2 separate regions of the Muntiacus reevesi genome follow, and region 2 is linked to region 1. The links are chromatin contacts, called in public Hi-C maps. All regions are on one chromosome and are shown on one strand. Each heading gives the region's core, a stretch centred on a gene start, on an enhancer-like site or on the middle of the called end of the contact. The rest is flanking DNA. Distances are from core to core; before and after follow the strand shown. Region 1 holds the start of DUSP6 (dual specificity phosphatase 6). Region 2 holds the start of GALNT4 (polypeptide N-acetylgalactosaminyltransferase 4).

Evidence for each region. A called contact is a pair of places that touch in the nucleus more often than the background predicts.
Region 2: a Hi-C map of blood shows a contact between it and region 1, with 2.2 times the contacts expected there. The contact joins the promoter of GALNT4 here to the promoter of DUSP6 in region 1. A contact is called at or near these places in 2 of 3 Hi-C or Micro-C datasets (blood and muscle).

The regions. Positions count from the first base shown.
Region 1 is chr4:135,956,581-135,963,942 of mMunRee1.1, reverse strand. DUSP6 (dual specificity phosphatase 6) reads left to right here and starts at 3,119. Exons shown (of 3, transcript XM_065934181.1): 1 at 3,119-3,990; 2 at 4,564-5,001; 3 at 6,051-7,362. The coding sequence starts at 3,591. The coding sequence ends at 6,358.
Region 2 is chr4:136,127,030-136,134,391 of mMunRee1.1, reverse strand. GALNT4 (polypeptide N-acetylgalactosaminyltransferase 4) reads left to right here and starts at 3,102. Exons shown (of 1, transcript XM_065934186.1): 1 at 3,102-7,362. The coding sequence starts at 3,341. The coding sequence ends at 5,089. POC1B (POC1 centriolar protein B) reads left to right here and starts at 1,832. Exons shown (of 11, transcript XM_065934184.1): 1 at 1,832-1,955; 2 at 2,635-2,719. The coding sequence starts at 1,941.

The sequences.
Region 1 (7,362 bases), core at 1,870-4,369:
CTTCAATTATATCAGTTAGTGTACAGAGTGTTTAGGAGGGGAGCAGTAGGGAGAAGTTAGAAAGGTAGCTGGGTATATTTTGTATTTAACCGGTTTAAAGGATTTTGATGTCGGTCTGTAACAGCACATGCTTTTCTTGACATCTGAATCGCGATGGATTACACTGCTTAGCGCAGTTCCTCAGAGGATTTCTCCTGAGACTAGGGAATTCCAGGCGGGCTCTTAGGCCTCACACAGCATCGTTGGGATGGAAAGGACTGGGTCCATTCTGCAGGTTACGAATTCAGAAAGATCAAAATAATACTAATGCTTAATGACACACTCACTATACCTTTTCAATCATCACAGGGATTCTATCAATTTCCTTATGCCAACGTGGAAGACTACAGCTTAAAAAGGTAGAGGATATAATCAAGGTCGCCCATTTAGGAAGGAGTGGGGACAGACCCCTTCAAACCCGGGCCGTCGCCACCGCAGGGGCCCTTTCTTTCAAGTCAGTTCAGTTCAGTCGCTAAGTCGTCTCCCACTCTTTGCGACCCCATGGACTGCAGCACGCCAGGATTCCCAGTTCATCACCAACTCCCGGAGTTCGCTCTTTTTTTCTTAACACCGCACTTTTTTGGACCCAGCGGTTAGAAAGCCATTCTATAAAATGTCTAGAGAGGAGCTGAAGGGTTCAGAAGCACGGGCAAAGCTAAACGTTTCGAGTTTGAAAAGTGTGGCCACCATCACCCCAAACTGATGCCCAGGCTCAGGTAACTGCACTTTTAAAATGGCTAAATGGAAATCAACTTCTCTCCCTGTCTCTTCTGTTGGAGGGCTTGGGCTGAAAGATTTTGCTCATCTCAGTTCCGCTGCAGGGCATCCTGCCTCTCCCCTCCAGGCCTCCAGGTCCCATTAACAGAAAGGCCTCGCGGTAGAGACATCTGCAACAGGTGGGGGCGGGTCGGAGGCGTCACCTCCCGCGCAGGCCTCCTCCAGCTCGAACCGGATGGTATCCAGTGAAATATGGGAGTTCTGTTCCAAGGGATGACCAAAAAAGGCGCAGGGAGAGGAGTGCTGCAACCCCCACCTTCTCCCAGCACGCTCCTCCAGGGGCGGCCCGACCGCAGCAAAGCTCCAAAATTGGCAACCTGGGCCTAGCAGCCGCCTTTTTTTTTGTTTTTTCAGCCTACATTCTCCAAACCAGGGAAGAGACGGGTGACTAAAGATGCAAATTGGAGCGGGGGCGTCAGCAGGCAGGCCCGTGGGTGCAGGGCGTCTAGCTTGGGGAGACCCCGCGACCTCAGGTGCCCCCGGCGATATCCGCGGTGGGCGCTCGGAAAAGCCGCTCCCAGCCGAGCCGCTGCCTCCGCTTCCGCCTCCCCGGCGGCGGCGGCGACGGGACAATGCGCGGCCTCTTTCCGCCCGGGGTTAGGGAGGGGCGGCCGGATTGGGGCCCGCGCCTTCCGGCCGCAACCCTCCCGCCCCCACCCCCTGCGCGCCGCGCCGGCCGCACACAGGTGGTTTTCCGCTCGGGAGCAGCAGGCTCGGGTACTTTCACATAACAATATGGTTGTGCGCGCTGGGAATGTTCCTCCCCGCCGCCGCCACCGCCGCGGCCCCCACCCGCCACGCCTCTATCCGGCAGCCTGCCCCACCCCGTGGTACGCCGGCCGAGCGCGGCTCGCTGCTCTGGCCAGCGCCTCCCCAATTACCTGCTGGCTATGCAGCGCGGCAGAGACGTTCCCCAAAATTCCCAGGTCGCCTCTGGAGCAGGGGCAGGCAGTCCTCGCCCCACACCCGCCCCAGGCAGAACTGGAGCCCAAAGTTCTGCACTCGGCCCCCCACCGGTCCTCGGGGTCCCTAGGCGCTCGGCGCCAGCTGAACTGGGCTGCGGAGGCGGCGGGTGCTCACGAGGAGCGCAACGCGCAGGAGGGGGCAGTGTTCCGCTAGTGCCCGGCGACTTGCAAGGGAGGGGGTTGCTGCCCCGGGAAGGAAGGGGCTGACCAGGCGCGGGTTGTCGGGGTGGCTCCGTTCTCACATGCCTCGGTCTACAGTAAGCCAATCGCCGAACCCACCTTGAGCCCCTGCAGCCTGCAGGCCTTGCGGGAGGACTTCCCCACGCTTTGCGGATGGTGGGGACAGCCTGCCCGGCTCCGCGTGCACCTCGTCCAGGAAGCCCCTCCAGGGAGGCTCCTGTGTCTGGAAGCTGAGCTCGCTGCTCAGAAATGATTAACGAGCGCTACCCCCAGCGCGCAGTGGGTGACGGCGGGGACCGGGGAGGGGGTGCTTGGATCCCCGGAACAATGGCTTGTAATGCCCCCCCCCCCCCGAGGAATAAAAGGATCAGACTGCCCAACGACTTTGTTCTGCAGTCTCCACTGGTTTTTAAAAAATTAATTAAAACGCCGTTTTGTCTTTTTTTTTTTTTTTTTTAAAGAGGCTTGCTTCCTATTATCTGAACTTCCAAGCATTTGCTTGCTTAAAAATGTTTCAACAAAATCCTGGTTTGTTTCAAAAGATGTTGGATTAGCATTTAACACCTCATCGGTCACTAAAGCCCAGGCAGTTTACCAGCCCCAACAGAGCCTCGGCTAAAAGAACATCAGGGGAAACAGAGCTGGGCTTTTAAAACTGGCAAACAAATGCCACACACACTGCCTAAGGGGCGGGGGGAGGGAGGGAGCGATCGTGAACTCCAGTGCAAATGAGTTTAAAGGGAAGAAAAGGGAAAAAGTCAGCACAAGTTTCCCTAAAGCTAGCTTGCGCTCACAGGCGTCGCGAACAAGGGCTTTTGTGCCCGCTAATTGCACCATTTGTGCGCAAAAGTTTCGACGTGAAGTGCGAACTCTCAACAGAAGGAAACATGAGACAACTGAAGTGCCCCGGTTTCTGTGCCCTGCTCCTCCTCCGCCGCCGCCTCCTCTTCTTTCTCCTTCCTCCCGCGGAGTCCGCTGTTGCAGCTTGTTTGCACTGGGGCTTATCCGGAGCGGAAATTCCTTTCCGTTTTTGTGAATGACAAACTCATTAACAATTCATCAACACAACCTGTTCCAGCCGGCCCGTCCCCACGGCAACAGCCCCTTCCGCAGAGCGCTCATTGGCTGGCCCGGAGAATGTATCCATTGAGACGCTCGCTGTTTGTATCCATTGAGGAGCTGCCTCGCGCAGGGGGTGTGCGAGCGCCGCGTCCTAGGGAGAGTGAGCAATCGAGGTTTGAATAATCCTAGGAGAAAGACGGCCGGGTGGATTTGAGGTGCAATCTTGGAGGGAGGGATTAGGAGCCGCTGGACTTTTCTTTCCTCCCTTCTCGGTAGCACGGAGTCCGAATTAATTGGATTTCATTCACCCTGGAGGAACAAAACTGTCTGGGCAGCTTCATTCAGAGAGATTCATTGACACCGAGAACGAGCGGCTGCAGCCGGGTGCAGAGGGAACCGCTGGCTTCACTTCGGTCTCGCCTGCCCCAACCGCTATCCCGGCTTGGGAAGGGCGAGGTGGACTCCAACCCCGCTCCGAGAGCGGCGGCTTCCCGCGGCGCGCTCGGCCTCTGCCTGCCCCGAGGGGCGTCTGATAGGCACCCCACCCTCTCCGGCAGCTCGACCCCCATGATAGATACGCTCAGACCCGTGCCCTTCGCGTCGGAAATGGCGATCAGCAAGACGGTGGCGTGGCTCAACGAGCAGCTGGAGCTGGGAAACGAGAGGCTGCTGCTGATGGACTGCCGGCCGCAGGAGCTCTACGAGTCGTCCCACATCGAGTCGGCCATCAACGTGGCCATCCCGGGGATCATGCTGCGGCGCCTGCAGAAGGGCAACCTGCCGGTGCGCGCGCTGTTCACGCGCGGCGAGGACCGGGACCGCTTCACGCGGCGCTGCGGCACGGACACCGTGGTGCTCTACGATGAGAGCAGCAGCGACTGGAACGAGAATACGGGCGGAGAGTCGGTGCTCGGGCTGCTGCTCAAGAAGCTCAAGGACGAGGGCTGCCGGGCGTTCTACCTGGAAGGTACGAGCCGGGGGGCTCCGCGCGGGGGGCCAGGCGGAGGACACCGGGCTGCCGGCTGCAGGCAAGGCGCCCGGCCGGCCATTCTGAGCCCACTGCTGCGCCCGGGGGTTGTCTGCCTGCCCTGCGGGCCTCGCGAGTCCCGCACCCACGAACTTGGCCCGCGCGGAACCGGCCCGCTTCCGGCCGCACTCATGGGCCATTTCTTTCTCACCACCTCTGCTTTCTGCCCGAAATGTCCTCCCTCTTTGCCTACTTTCTGTCGTTCGATTTTTGATTGAGATTTTGCAGGACGGTTGTGGTGCAGGTTGGCACCTCCTAGCCCTGCAAGATATTCGGAAAAGTTGCCATTTTGTGCATTTCCGGATTCAAAAGAATGAGGGTTCCCCGGGGAGGCGGGCCGTTTGTTCTGTTCCCAAGGGTGCACATTTAAGTGTCTTTCTCTTATATTTGGTTTCGCGTGTAGGGGGGTTGGTAGAGTTCTGTGGTGTGTTTCTACGTGCGGCTGCGGCTCTCAAAGCTGTGAAAACTACTACGGGATCTCGGGTTACATGATTGTTTTTCTCCTCCTGGCAGGTGGTTTCAGTAAGTTCCAAGCCGAGTTCGCCCTGCACTGCGAGACCAATCTAGACGGCTCGTGTAGCAGCAGCTCGCCACCCTTGCCCGTGCTGGGGCTCGGGGGCCTGCGGATCAGCTCCGACTCCTCCTCGGACATTGAGTCTGACCTTGACCGAGACCCCAATAGTGCAACGGACTCGGATGGCAGCCCACTGTCCAACAGTCAGCCTTCTTTCCCCGTGGAGATCTTGCCCTTCCTCTATTTGGGCTGTGCCAAGGACTCCACCAACCTGGACGTGTTGGAGGAGTTTGGCATCAAGTACATCTTGAACGTCACCCCCAACTTGCCGAATCTCTTTGAGAATGCAGGAGAGTTCAAATACAAGCAGATCCCCATCTCGGATCACTGGAGCCAAAACCTGTCCCAGTTTTTCCCTGAGGCCATTTCTTTCATAGGTGAGACTAATGAACAATTCTCGCTCAGACTTCAAACGCAAAATTTTTCACCACTCTTAGAGTTTAAGCTATTCATCTTTCTGGCTGCTTGCTAATTTGTGGCACTGCAGGTATCAAATGTTTCAGGACGGTTCTTGATTCTGGTATAGCTTCTTGCTTTAAAAAAAAAAAGTGTCTTTTGACCAGGCTGCGGACCACAGGTGTATTGCAAATTTTGTCTATTGTTTGACTCTGACTCCAGTCATTTGAAAGAGTGGCCATTTGTACGTAGACCGCTGAGTTTTCCCACCATCTTTGGACTGGAGGAGGACCAGGTAGAAGTACTCTTGGTAGATAGGAATCCTAGCATGGCTTTATAATTTTAAAAGACCGACCTGGGAGTTGTTTTAGGATACCAGGTTAGTTGTTGGAAGGCTCTGTGAATGCGAGATGCTGTAATCCAACTGAATGTTACTGTGATACCGGTGCACAGTGAGACAGTGAGGGTAACCTGAGCCCAGCAGGAAGAACTGTGGGCTGAAAGCCTGGAGAAGCGAATCTCCAGGCATTGTAATGCATTTCCTATTACAAAGGAACTCATTTTCAGGCCATGTCGACATCCTGTTCCTCCTAATGGGCTGTCCCCTGTGACTTCCCTCTCTCTTTTTTAAAATGCCTGAATACCTCCATTGTTAGCTGCACAACAGTTGGAGAATAATTTAATAGACCCTTGCAGTCTGCTTGTCTGTATAAAAGGCATTCACGACCATATTGCAGGGTTTCTGGTATTCACATGCTGAGGCAAAGAATGCACACATTAAGGGGTTTTGTGTTGGCAGAAACTTAATACAAAAGCTCCCTTTTCAGAAAATATCTGAAATATGTAATTGTGCCCAGTGTACATGTTTTAGCCCAGTGATACATTTTCTGCTGCCTGCAGGGCTCAGTTGCCACACACAATTATTTTTTAATCTTTAGTATTATTATTACTCAGGTTTTAGACTGATTATTCACAAAGGGGGGTTTTCGGTCTACTGATATATTTTTCCCTTTTCTTTTTCTGTTTACAGATGAAGCCCGGGGCAAAAACTGTGGTGTCCTGGTGCATTGCTTAGCTGGCATCAGTCGCTCGGTCACTGTGACTGTGGCTTACCTTATGCAGAAGCTCAATCTGTCGATGAACGATGCTTATGACATTGTGAAGATGAAGAAATCCAACATCTCCCCCAACTTCAACTTCATGGGCCAGCTGCTGGACTTCGAGAGGACGCTGGGACTGAGTAGCCCCTGTGACAACCGCGTGCCCACACAGCAGCTCTATTTCACCACCCCCTCCAACCAGAATGTGTACCAGGTGGACTCTCTGCAATCCACGTGAAGGCCCCCGCCCCCCCCACTGGAATGTGTCCAGTCGATCCTTAGCAGTTTCTCTTAGCAGCATCAGCCAGGCTGCTTTCTTTGTATGTGGCCCCAGGTGTCAGCAGGACACCAGCTGTCTGTATTCGACAAGGTTACCACGTATGGAATTGGTTATTCCCAAGGGAGAGATTTGCTCCCTTCCTGTTGGAAGAACAGGACCTGCTGTATAGACCTAGGCCGTAGGTTCGCTCCACACCCGTGTGTACAGCCTACCCCTGCAGGGACTGGAATTCGAGGACTTCCAGGTACATAGGGTAGGACCAAACGGTAGGGTAGGAGCATGTGTTCTTTCGGGCCTTGTGTGACTGTTTCTTTTGCATCTGGAACTGATTCTATATTGTCTTCAGTGAAGACCGATTCAACTTTGCATATAAAGGAGCCAAAGAGAGGTTTCAGCTCTGTATTTGTAGTGTCAGTTTGCAAAAAAAAAAAAAAAAAAAAATCAATCAAATGAATCTCATATTCCATTTGATTATTGTAAATATTTGATCTTAAATCACTTGACTGTTTGTTTGAACTGTGTTTTTCCTTTGATGGGTTGAAAAGAAATCATCCAAAGGGAGAAAGAGCAGTTTGCCACTTAAAAACAATGGAAACTTTTGCTCTTTTTGAATCCAAAGGATATATTTGCAGCATGCTCAACGTTACCAATTCTGAATGACATTTTCATGGACACTTAACTAATCATGGAGACCTTGTTATGGTGCAGTCTTCAGTCTCTTTCATGTATCTTCCTTGTGACTTTTTTTCTCCTTAATGTAGTTTGATTCTGCCTTATCTTTGTAAATATTTTGGTTTGTATTGTCTCAGAGTGGATATCTTGGAAAGACACCAAAATCATGGGCTCACTTTTTTTGTTGTTGAAACTTCAGCTGTGCTAAGCAGTATCTTACCTCTGTACAAAATTCTTCAGGGAGTGTCACCTCAAATGCAATACTTTGGGTTGGTTTCTTTCCTTTTTAA
Region 2 (7,362 bases), core at 1,853-4,352, 170 kb before region 1:
TACAGTCCATGGGATCGAAAAGAGCCGGACACAATTGATACACTAAGCACCACATGGCATGTTGCAGCATGTATCAGAATTTCATTTCTTTTTATGACTAACAGTGCATTGTATGTATGTATCACACTTAATGATTTATCTGTTGGATACATGAATTGCCTCCACTTATTTGTTATTGTGAATAATGCTGCTATGAATATTGGTGTACAAGTATCTATTCCAGTCCCTGTTTTTAATCCACTTGGGTATATACCTCAGGGCTAAACTTTTAGGAACTGTCAACTGTTTCCACAGGGCTATATCCTTTTACATTCCCACAAGCATCCAGCATTATTTTTTAATATGTTGGTCTTTTTTTTTCTTTAAAGTCAAACCTGGACTGGGAGTAAGTAGCAAAGCTTAGAGTCCTGACACAGTTGCTGATACGTTGCTAGTAGCAACAATCTTGACACATCACCTCCTAGACTAGAGTGATGTTTCTCAATGTACATAGCTGAGACTCCAAGGCAATCACCTAAGAGGCTCATTATTAATACATCTGTAGGGTCCTTGATTCCACTTCATATATGCTGAATCAGCATCTTAGGGACTGCGGTCCCCTAAAATCATTATTATGCATGCTAAAACATGAAACTCAGAAACCTAGATTGTTGAGTTCCCAAAGGCGGGGAAAATACCTCAGTCACTTTTGTATCCCTCACTGCTAAATATCCTGAAGATAGTCAACAAACATATACTTGAACTAATAATGCAGTCTAAATTTGCTTGATTGCTATGTACAGTATTCATTACAACTAAATTCTATCACTAAACAACTAGTTAGAAAATCTGTAATAGTGTAGTAGCCTCTCATTTGTATAGACCATGTATCTTATCAGCTGTGGTCTATTATGCCATCTTATGCTGCCAAGAATCTTTATTCTATATGTAATTTTCAGCTGAGTCCTTCAAGCTTAGTAACAGGGTAAAAAAGGATATGGACTTGGAACTGGAAGAGCTGTCTTTGTGTAACCTTTGATAATTAAATCAAAATGTCTAAGAATCAAGTTTATAATTTCTAAAGGTCGGCAACATTTCCTAACTATCAACTTCGCAGTGTTGCTGAAGCTCAAATGATATTCTATGTAGGAAAGTCTACGGTAGCAACGTCTATAGTTACTATGAGGCCGGGTAATTTAAACCGAACAAAAAATATGTTTCTAAGTCTTCCTAAAGACCTCAAATATGCTACTGTATCAATGAGCAGCTTTAAGACACAGGCAAACGAGATTGGAACAGAAACACGGCAGAAGAACCTTAAGTGGATGGAAAACATTCGTTCATTCATTCATCACGTTTATCCAGCATCTACATTTATAACACGCTGGGCGTGTGTGAAAAATAGTGATTAAATAAATTCAAGTCTTTCCTTCAGAGATTTAGTACTTTTGTGTATATTAATAAATAGCAAGCTGCCTCATTTCAGATCAAACTCTCTTCCGCATCAAAAAATAAGATGTCCTGGACCCGCTTCAAATTCGCGCGCGCTGTCTCTTTAACGCGTAATAGAATTCTGATTGCATCGATCACAGGTTCGTAACCCTCTCCCAACCATCGGTCTCCTACCTATCTCGGTTACTACCCTCCTTCAGGTTATCAAGCCGGGGGAAGCTCAGGTGTTAGCAAACGCTGGCTTTGCTGTGTGGCGACACCTGATGCCGGGGCGTCCGGCTTGCCAGGTGGCGGAGGTCCGGCTTTCCGCGGCGCGGGCGCAGCCTCGGAGCTCGGCTGGCCACGCCTGGAGCGCGGGGTTGGACTGGGGCGCCGTTGTTGTAGTGACCGGGAGGCGCTGCCGCTCCGGGCGGACAGTTCCGGGCACCGCACGGTCCCCCTTCCTACCCCGTCCCCTCCCTCCCCCCGGTTCCCCCTGCGGGCAGGAGCCGGGAGCTGAGCGCTCCCCCATGGCCTCCTCCCCGGTAAGGACTGGCTGCGGTGCGCCTCCCCGGAGCCGGTCCCGCGGGTCGGGGAGCCAGGTCGGGGCTACACCCGCACCTGGCGGGACATGGAGGCAGGAGTCCTCAGCCGAGTCCCGAGCCGAGAGCTCCGCGCCCCTCGCCCCGGGGCGCCCGCGACTCATCCCTTGCCTCCGGGGGGCACCGGCAGCGCCGAGCCCTGACGGAGCCCCGGGCGCTCCTCCCCGAGTCCCCGAGCTCCGACCGCCCCGGCGGCCCCATGGTCCCCCCAGAATTCTCTTAGGGTTTCCGTGGAGCGCCTGCGTCAGAATCACCTGGGAGGTTTTTGAAAAGTACAGAAGCCGGGGGGTCCCGCCTCGCACCTGTGACCGCAAGCCTGCGGGCGGGGCCCCGGAACGTGCATTTCAGTCGCTCTGCCCAGGTGGTCTGCGGCGGGCGCCCGCTTCTGGGCAGCGCTTGGCGGAGATTCCGCCGGCTCTGCGGGCGGAGGCTGGTGCTCGGCGTACACCCCAATATAGCTGCGGCCGCGCGTGCTTGCTCGGGGCGCTGCTGCTCCCCACAACCCTCCACCGATGTGGCGGTTCCCGGGCCGGCTCCCGCGGGCGGGGACCGAGCTCCTCTCCGACCCCCGCACATTCGAGGTCTGCACCTGCTTTCAAAACTTGACAACTTTCCTTCCCAGGAGGACCCGGTTCTGGAGCGTTACTTTAAGGGCCACAAAGCTGCGATCACCTCTGTGGACTTTAGCCCCAACGGCAAACAACTTGGTGAGTTTTCTCGTGTGTGTGTGTGTGTGTGTGTGTGTGTGTGTGTGTGTGTGTGTGTGATGAGACGCTCAATCGGTGGGAACCCTTGCCGCCCGTCCACGCTGGGTCCCCAGGAGAGCCACCTCTGAGGATCTATATGGGTGGAATCGTGTTGAGAACGGCCGAGATGCAGTCGGAGCCGGAGTGGACCCGAGCCCAGGGTCACCTTGGTGCTCCCGGGACCCCCAGGCCCCGCAGGGTCGCGCACAGGCCTGGGCCGGGCCCGGGCCTGGCCGGCCGCTGGCGCGAAGTCGCCGCCAGGGGGAGGAAGTGGGAAGGGGAGGGGTTTGCCCTCGGCCCGGGGAGGGTGGGGTGTTGCTGGCTGCAGAGTTTGTGAAAAGTTGTGAGGCAGGCGGGAGGAAGTGGGGAGAGAGGACTTGGGACTGCACCGGAGGCCGTGCCCCGCGGAGGTCCCAGGTGACCCCCAGGAAGCCCCCGCGGCTGCCGAGGAGCCGAACGCCTGCATGAAAGGAGGGACCTGCTCGGAAGTTCGCTGCTACCTGAGCCCGGAGCTCAAGCGTCGGGTCCCGCAGCCTTTCCCCGGCGCGCGGTGACTCTGGTGGCCGCGTCCGCGCCCCAGCCATGAGGATCCGGATGGCCGTGAGGTGGACGTGGGCAGGCAAAAGCTGCCTGCTGCTGGCGCTTCTCACAGGGGCCTACCTCCTAGTGGAACTCTCCGTCTCCACTTTCCATGTCTCCTTGCGAGTCGGCGGTGCCCGGGAGCCGGGGTCAAGACAGCTCTCCGAGCCGGGGAAGAAAGCAGTGGATTTGTCTCGGCCGCTATATGAGAAGCCCCCTGCAGATTCCCATGCCCTTGGGGAGTGGGGGAAAGCCAGCAAGCTCCAGCTCAGCGAGAGCGAGCTGAAGCAGCAAGAGGAACTCATTGAGAGATATGCCATTAACATTTACCTCAGTGACAGGATTTCCCTGCACCGCCACATAGAGGATAAGAGAATGTATGAGTGTAAGTCCAAGAAGTTTAACTATAGGAGACTTCCCACCACTTCTGTCATCATCGCTTTCTATAACGAAGCCTGGTCGACCTTACTTCGCACCATCCACAGTGTTTTGGAAACTTCTCCCGCAGTCCTTCTGAAGGAGATCATCTTAGTCGATGACTTGAGCGACAGAATCTATTTGAAGACACAGCTGGAGACTTATGTCAGCAATCTGGATAGAGTCCGCCTGATTAGAACAAACAAACGGGAAGGGCTGGTGAGGGCCCGTCTGATTGGGGCCACTTTTGCCACTGGCGACGTCCTCACTTTCCTGGATTGTCACTGTGAGTGCAATACTGGCTGGCTGGAGCCACTTTTGGAAAGGATTCATAAGGATGAAACAGTGATCATTTGTCCTGTTATAGACACCATCGACTGGAATACTTTTGAATTCTATATGCAGACTGGGGAGCCCATGATTGGTGGGTTCGACTGGCGTCTAACCTTCCAGTGGCATTCTGTCCCCAAACATGAGAAGGACAGGCGTAAATCGAGAATTGAACCATTCAGATCGCCCACCATGGCCGGAGGACTGTTTGCGGTCAGCAAGAAGTATTTCCAGTACCTCGGAACTTATGACACGGGGATGGAAGTGTGGGGAGGTGAAAACCTGGAGCTGTCTTTCAGGGTGTGGCAGTGTGGAGGTAAACTGGAGATCCACCCATGTTCCCACGTGGGCCACGTATTCCCTAAGCGGGCACCATATGCTCGGCCCAATTTCCTACAGAATACTGCTCGGGCAGCGGAAGTCTGGATGGACGAGTACAAGGAGCATTTCTACAATCGAAACCCTCCAGCAAGGAAAGAAGCTTATGGCGATATTTCTGAAAGAAAATTACTACGGGAAAGGCTGAGGTGCAAGAGCTTTGACTGGTATTTGAAAAATGTGTTTTCTACTTTGCACGTTCCAGAGGATAGGCCAGGCTGGCACGGAGCTATTCGCAGTATTGGGATCTCTTCTGAATGTTTAGATTATAATGCTCCTGACAACAACCCCACAAGTGCTAACCTTTCCCTATTTGGATGCCACGGTCAAGGAGGCAATCAATTCTTTGAATATACCTCCAACAAAGAAATAAGGTTTAATTCGGTGACGGAGTTATGTGCAGAAGTTGCCGAGCTAAGAAAGCATGTGGGAATGCAGAATTGTCCCAAAGATGGGTTTCCTATCCCAGCAAACATTATTTGGCATTTTAAAGAAGATGGAACTGTTTTTCATCCCCACTCAGGACTGTGTCTCAGTGCTTACCGGACACCCGAGGGCCGGCCCGATGTTCAGATGAGAACTTGTGATGCCCTAGATAAAAATCAAATCTGGAAGTTTGAGAAATAGATGAGCATAACAGCACTTTGGTCTGGAACTGACAATAGCTTCAGGGGAGTCAGCCTGCAGAGAGCCTCAGTGAAGATTTATTTCATCATCATTCACCCAGTGGTCATCTGCAAGAGCTCTGTAAAAGCGGTGGAGCGTTTTGGTTAAAACAAAACACGGAACCTGGGTGCGCAGAGAGCTGTTGTTTAATATTTCAAAGTGCCTTATTTGGGGTTGTTTTATTTAAGAGCTTTGTCAATATGTTCTCTTACTTCTTAAAGAAGTTGACTCGACTGTGACTTGAGATACACAAAACATTTAAGTGCCAGACTTAATATTAAAGAATATAAAAGTCCAAGCAAAATGAGGGATGATTTATGTTGATGGGTAAGTTCACTGCACATCTCATTAAAAAGAAAAAACAAAAAAACTCAGAAATGTGCAGTTCAAGCTGTTGCTATTTTTGTTGTACATAGAATTTGAATTTCCTTTAGTCAGCATGTGAAATTTTAGGTTTTGTTTAGTTTTTTAATTCTAATTTTCTGTTACTCAAATAGAAATCAAGGAAAGTTACTCTTCAGGAGAAAGGCCTGGTTTAGTTATATTGTCACTGGATGTGAATTGGAATTGAGTTTAAAGGTCTTCCTAACATACAGACATCTCAGAAAAATATACCCACATCTGAATGAAATGGAAGCCGTTTACATTCCACACTTTACCAGCTTGAGCTATTAGACTTAACTGCTCTTTGTTGATACCTCAAATCGCTCTGATTTCGTAAGCTGTCCTCCCTGTGAACTTGTGTGTGTGTATGGGGTATTTTCTGATTGCACTTCCTTCAACTTTGAATGTATCAGAGAGGGACTCATTCAGAATACTGTGCTTCTCTTTGTTAATGCTTAATCACTTTAAGTAAACGCTTAATAATCACTTAAAATAAACACAATAGAGGCCAACTGTGTTTACTGAAACGTGTGAAACTGAAAGTGGGCCCTGTTTGACAAAGTCAGTGCAACTCTCCTACAGAGTTCTTGCTGATGAGGACTTTTAAGGGTTGATCTTAAAGATTTTCCAAGGGGAAGGATAGCTCTCTGCAACGGTAGATGGGACCTTCCAGCTTCTTTTCTGCACGGAGCCCCAGGCCTGGTGCTTAGATAGCTGTCAGTAATTGTGGGTGAATGAATGACTGGCTGAATGAATGGCTTAGCCAAACAATGTGACTTTGGTAAGTCCTGTGATTAAATGACTCCTTTTGGGCCTCAGTTTCCTCATCTGTAGAATGTGGGTGCTGGAGCAGGTCTTGAAGATTCCCTCCAGCTCTGGAATGTCATGCTTGTACATTCAGCAACCTTGCAATCTCTACAACACATTTATCTCCTCCCTGCTAACGTAGATAATGTTGTTGAGCAATGGTCATTTCAGGTATGAAGCTGGAAAAAAGAAATGATTTTTGAAAATTAAGTGAGCTGAGCTCATTTGAAGTGGTTTATTTTGGATTGAGTGGAAAGTTGTGGCCAGTGTTTGTATTCATTTTATTTTGAGAATTGCTGAACCAATTTTGTTTTTTACTCTTTAATCTTTCAAACTCTGAAAGGAATCTTTTGGGTTAAGAATATTAATATTTTCCAAACTAATTTATGTGAGAAGTAAACATACTTTTAAAAAGTTACTTTTACTGTTTTTATTCCCATGTTATATCCAGAAATCAATCACAGGCTGAATTCAGAATTAAATCTTAATTAGTTCATTTTGGTGTAGATTTGTGAAAAAGACATGCTCCGTAAAGGTTCAGTCCACAGTACTCAGAAGTTGTTTTTGGTGTCTACTTGATTAGTTGGAGAGTAGGAACTTGGCAAAATCTAAATTTAAGAAAAGTTTTTAGAATAACCTTTTCAAACTGTAATATTGCTTTGTATATTTTGTTTCTCTTTTGTTTCTTAAAAATGTGTTAATAATTTTCATATGTTATGTAGCAAAGAATGGTTTAGATTCTATGTGCAATGTGCATGACCTTGGGTGTAATTTAGGAAGAATTAGTAATAGTGCTCTGAATTGGTTAATTGGCAGCAAATATTCTCCTAAACCCACCCTCACCCCTTACTCAATCTGCCTTTTGGTTTTTAAAAGTCACTTTTCTCTTTTTATTTATTTTTCTTGTTCTTCTTGCATGCTCAGTCGCTTAGTCATATCTGACTCTTTGTGACCCCATGGACTGTAGCCGTTCAGGCTCCTCTGCCCATGCGATTTCCCAGGCAAGAACACTGGAGTGGGTTGCCGTTTCCTTCTCCAGGGGA